2 separate regions of the Hordeum vulgare genome follow, and region 2 is linked to region 1. Evidence: chromatin contacts called from public Hi-C data. All regions are on one chromosome and are shown on one strand. The core of a region is the stretch at or near the end of the contact, and the rest is flanking DNA. Distances in the headings are between cores, read along the strand shown. Region 1 has its middle 46 kb from the start of LOC123440931. Region 2 holds the start of LOC123445481 (alpha-1,3-mannosyl-glycoprotein 2-beta-N-acetylglucosaminyltransferase-like).

The links. A called contact is a pair of places that touch in the nucleus more often than the background predicts.
Region 2: a contact with region 1 is called in a Hi-C map of leaf, with 4 times the contacts expected there. The contact joins the promoter of LOC123445481 here to the enhancer-like site in region 1. A contact is called at or near these places in 2 of 6 Hi-C or Micro-C datasets (leaf and seedling).

Annotation. Positions count from the first base shown.
Region 1 is chr3H:595,540,963-595,543,662 of MorexV3_pseudomolecules_assembly, reverse strand. No RefSeq gene overlaps it. Among protein-coding and RNA genes, the nearest start is that of LOC123440931, 46 kb to the right of the region's middle. Within about 2 kb of position 1,277, at least 2 of the 3 cell types and tissues checked have open chromatin away from gene starts, as enhancers often do. A contact at or near this core is called in leaf, where this site is marked.
Region 2 is chr3H:595,657,651-595,660,350 of MorexV3_pseudomolecules_assembly, reverse strand. It overlaps LOC123445481 (alpha-1,3-mannosyl-glycoprotein 2-beta-N-acetylglucosaminyltransferase-like), which reads right to left and starts at 1,424. Exons shown (of 16, transcript XM_045122467.1): 1 at 1,302-1,424; 2 at 1,068-1,124; 3 at 907-995; 4 at 607-652; 5 at 451-513; 6 at 87-153; 7 at 1-4. The coding sequence starts at 959.

The DNA of each region.
Region 1 (2,700 bases), core at 28-2,527:
ATACATGGTCCACAAATTCAACATGAATGAATTTAATTAGTGTCTCTACTATGGAGCTGCAATTGTTTAGAAGAAATCTGGATCTGTCATCAGACTTCAACATCAATTTCACCTTCAATTTAGTGGACATAGTAGACTTTTCATCCACAGCCATCATACCTCTAGCATAATACTAAACCTTATATATTTTTTGTAGACCTAAACATGCTCAAATTTGCTTATATTTTTCAGAATGTTGTTTTCTATTCTAACAATGTTTATAAATACATCTACACATATTGGATATAGTCAATGCATCTCAAGATTTTATATTCATGTCATACCAAATATAAAATGATAGACGTCATATTCCTACATGTTTTTAATGTCTCCTAATATAGCATATATACATTTAGTATTAATTAAATATTTACAATAGAAAAACTTTATCACAAAATTATGGATACTTTAATTATCATTATGGTTTTAGTAACTTACAAATTATAAATTTTCATGTTGCTTTATTTGTCAACCTTAGTTAGATTCCATATGTTGTAAAGTTATTTAATTATTGGATTTTTAGCATCCTAAGAAAATCTGTGTTACCACAAAAATCCTCATCGATGATTATAAACTTCTTAGAGACACCATTTTTATAGCTAACTGGTAAAAGTTACTCTAATAATCTGGAGACAAATCTGGATGTGCTACTTATGCACACAACCACAAGAGGAGTTGCCTATCATTACCTCGCTAACAGACAATGATTTAGTGGACCATCATGCATGAGTTTGTGTTGTATGAGGGTCTTTATAGTAGAGCTCAAATGATCTATTGTTGTTCTATCACATTGCACAATATATTACGACTCAAAAATTTGTTGAATATTAAAATTCAATTTGTGAAGGGAAGACTAGGTTATTTCCTGCACAACATGTTCGATGAGAGTCTTCGTAAAAATCCTCACTCAATAGTTTGTTGATATATCATATTGAAAAAATATTTTGTTACTATATCTCGTGAGAAATATGACTTCAAATTGAATATACCAAATTTAATTTGCAAAAAATACATGAACTTTACTTTGCAACGACAATACTGGCTTGCCCGTGCATTTGAGGGGTGCACCCTACTAGTTTCTTTAAATTCAAAAAAAAAAATCTTTGAATTTTATTTAAAATGAAAAGCAAATGTAAAAAAAGGAAAAAAAAAAACAACGAAGAAATATAGAACACCCAGCGCCCCACACCGGGCCGAACAAAGGGCGTCGGCCTGCGCATTTGGTTGCCCCATGTTTCCTATTCGGGAAACATGTGGTCTCCCCTGGGCAAATCCTTATAGTGCCGCCAAATATACCATTGAGCGCCTAAACACTTTGATGGTTTCATAGTGGCCCAACACATATAACATTTCATTTTTTCCCCTGGTTTTAGCAACCTTCCAGAAGGTTCTCCTGGTTTTGATAGTAATTTTTCTTTGGTTAAAAAACTTTTTTTTGTTTGTTTGTTTTCAAAATTCGCAACCTTTTTCAAAACTCACGGACCTTTTAAAATTCGCAAACATTTATGAAATCCCTGAATTTTTAAATTCACGAACATTTTTTAAGATTCATGAGCTTTTTTCAAATTTGGTACCTTTTATTAAATTCGCAAAAAACCAAAATCATGAACTCCGTAAACAGTTTTTTAATTCGTGTTTTTTTTCAAATCTGTGGTGTCTTTCTAAGTTCATGAAATTTATTTTTCAAATTTTGTTATTTTTTTCAAATCCAAGAATATTTCCTAAATCTGTGAATTTGTTTCCAATCTATGATTTTTTAAATATTATGAACTCTTTTAAATTTTCCAAATTCATATACTTTATATAATTCTTGAACTTTGTTTTCAATCCATAACTTCTTTTAGTTTCCTTACCTTTTTTCAGAACTACAAAACTTCAGTAAAAACATTTCCTGAGCTAACAACAAAGCCAGATGACCGACCGAATGAGTAAGTGTGAAAACCAAGTGACAGAGCCAGATGACTGGATGGGCTTCTAACGCTAATGGCGATGAGGAGGACATGTCCGGATGATGTCCTCCAGTAGTGGTTTTATGACTCTGCCTCTAAAGAAAGAGCCCACACTATCATATTAAATTATGCACCTCTTGGAGAGACCTTTCAAAACGTCGACTGAAATGATGCGCGCGTGCTTCTCCCTTAGCTACAACAGGTGATGCGGGAACTAAACCTGTCCAGATGCCTCTCATTTCCATGCAAGCGTCCAAATCCACCTAATTGACTCCACTTTGCTCATTTGCTACTGCTCTATACCTCCTGAATCTTTAGTCCATGACGTTGTCCATGTTTTTTATTTGCAAATACTATCTAGGTGCAGAGGGGAAATGTTGTTGGGGAGAGAGTGTTAGAGACAAAGGCTAGCTCGAGGAATCGATACAATGCCATATGCTTTATAACAATGGACCATGCCTAGATGGCCGAGGTCATATATTTTGGGCCTAAAACATAGAGAATATTTTCTAACAAATATATCATATATTTTTCGGTGGGCGTACAAATATATCATAATGACATGGAAGTCGAATATACTCCTCATTTTCGAAAATTTTCCCCTCCTACCATAAATTAAGCCACATGGTTCTTGTCCTTGGGTTCAATCTGGTAAAATGAGAGTTGAGATATCTTCATCCACATTTATTACCTGCCGGCTAGTGGTGATATT
Region 2 (2,700 bases), core at 175-2,674, 120 kb before region 1:
TGGTCTGAATTGAGAAACATCGTTAGAACAAAAATGAATAATTTGATCAGCCTTAGGAAAACACGCATCAATTGAGGACTACCTACTAGCTATCTTGTAATATGCAATGTGTTCCCCTGGTCTTTCAGTGTGCACAGGTTCGAGATCTACATGCTGCAACACATGAAAGGGAAAAGGAACATTGAGTGCTAGCTAAACAAATCATTTGCTGGTAGGCTGTATGCCTAGAAAAATACTGTAAATGCTACGTAGATCCGCTGCTGCCTCTTGGTACACCTACACCTTCTTGCAGGCCAAATTTATAATTTTTATTTTTGCACTCATATGGTTACTTAAGAGTAAGCAGTCACGGAATAACTTGTATCAGCTATCCAGCAATATTACTGGAGAAGCAGAGTGTGCTCTGTTATATGAGGCAATTAAGCATAGAGCAAGTGTTTCTTTCCACACCTGCATATATCTTATTTGGGTATAACTCAGGGCCTTATTTTTTACATCTCCATTTGTTCCATCCTGCAATTGGAAGAAGCAAAGTAAAAATATCCTTCCACACACATAAAGAGACCGAGAAGAAGAACTGAAATTGCTATTACCTATTAGCATTACCTGCGATATAAATAATGGAAACTTTGAAGCAACTGCTTTCTGATACCTGGAAGAGTTATTGTCCATCATTTGGTCAGGTACTGTGTTCTACGAAGTACAAACTGAAGCTACATGGAAGTAAATAAAAGGAGCTGTCACCAAAGTGGCCCAAGTTCTCTTTATGAGATGTTGTATGACTAGTGAGGTGATAAGATTAAAAGGAACTTGATTTCACATATAACAGAGTACTCCATCAACATATAACAGCATCGGAAAATTTTCTTTTTGGGAAAACAAAGGAGTGGAGACAAAGCAACGTACTTGAGGATAGATTCGACCGTCCTCTGCAAATAGTCTGGTCGATTGCAAGCCATTATGACAACAGCGGCGACGGGGAGATCAGGTTGATCCTGTAGAGCAGAACAAGTTAAGAGTTTGGATCCTGTATATATCAGATACTGGAGATGGGTAGGGGGGCGTACTGCTCCGGCGAGGGCGAGGCGTCCGGCGTCATGAGACTGGGTAGAGAAGAGCCGCACCTGAACAGAAAGGGGGAACCGAATCAAGGGGAAATCTACTCGGCTAATCTGATTTTCGGGTGGAGGAGATGAGGGTGGAGGCGGTCAGATCCCCGGCCGGCGACTGGCTGAGCGGAATGGATCTGATACGGGGAGAGCCGGAGAGAGCAGAGCAAAGGAGGGAGGGAGGGGGTTTACTTGGATGTAGATGAAGGCCGCGGCGGCGGCGACGAGGAGGAGGCGGCGGATGTAACGCGGGTTATGAGCAATCGCCGGCGTGCAGGCCGTGCGCGGCGGAGGAAGAACAACCCCCAGCCTGACTTTCACTCCGCTGTGAACGGATTTTTTTCTTTTTGCGACAAAGATTTCACACGGGGGAGTGATCTGGGCCGGCGCGCGAAACTTTGGGCCGGCCGTGCGCAGGCCGCACGATCCATCAACCCCGCGCGTCCGCACCGTTGGATCTTCATGTAATATTTTTTTTTTGATGCAGCAAAATTTCGATGCGATTGCAGCAATTTTTCCAACGGTTACAACAAAAAACAAAATTTGTAGCAAAATAAATATCTACGTGATACGTAGGAAAAAAACACAGCTGATGGTATGTGGTAGCAAAAGTGAAACGCCGATTGTAACAAATATTTACGTGTGATGTGTATGCAACTTTTTTAGTGAATGGTTGCAGCAAAAAATGATGCCGGTTGTAGCAAAAATTAACACGGTTATAGCAAAAATAAAAACATTGATTGTAACGAAAAATTCGAAGAACTGGAGTTGCAACCAAACGTATATGCAGCTTTTTTACTGGACAAAATGTAGGAAAAAAATAACGCTTACAGCAAATATGACGGTGGTTGCAATAATTTAAACGAAAAAATGTTGCATGACCAGTCAGCGGGCGCAGGCGGTCGCGTGCGGCCGGCCGAACGATTCGGCCGGTGCACCGGCCAGAAACGATTCCCTTTCACATGTAACCTTTAAAAAGACTTATATTTAAGAACGAAGGAAGTAGTTATTTTGCAAAAAATAGTTAATTGGTAATTGCATGTTGGGGTTTTTTTTTGCAGGAAATTGCATGTTAGAGTTTTATAAAAAAGAAAATTCAAAATAATTCTACACATTCATATAGATCTATTCTACATGTATATAAAATCTGACAATGAAATCCTGCATTTCTAAAAGCGAACAGTATTTGTACTGTTCAATGGTTTGAAAATCACGATTTTATCTACAATATTTACACACATGTAGAATACATCCATATATGATTTTTAAAATTTAAAATATGTTTTTGTTTTTCAAACAATGAGATTGCCCGCTATTGGCATTTTGCGACACTGTTTTGCTTTACATGGAGTTTTCTTTTTGCGAGAAGGATTTCACATGGAGTTAATTGCGCCAAAGAAAAACCATAATTGGAGCTAGATCAACGAACTCGCATCACACTTTGTTGGGGCCCGCATACGGAGATGACATGGCGGGGGAGGCACACGCAGTGTGCTCAGGAGGCAAAGTCGGGTTTGGTTGGATCGCATCAGATGAGCTCTTCCTCTCAGTCGACCCTCTCTCTTGTTTCCGGCGAGTGTTGACTCGCCTG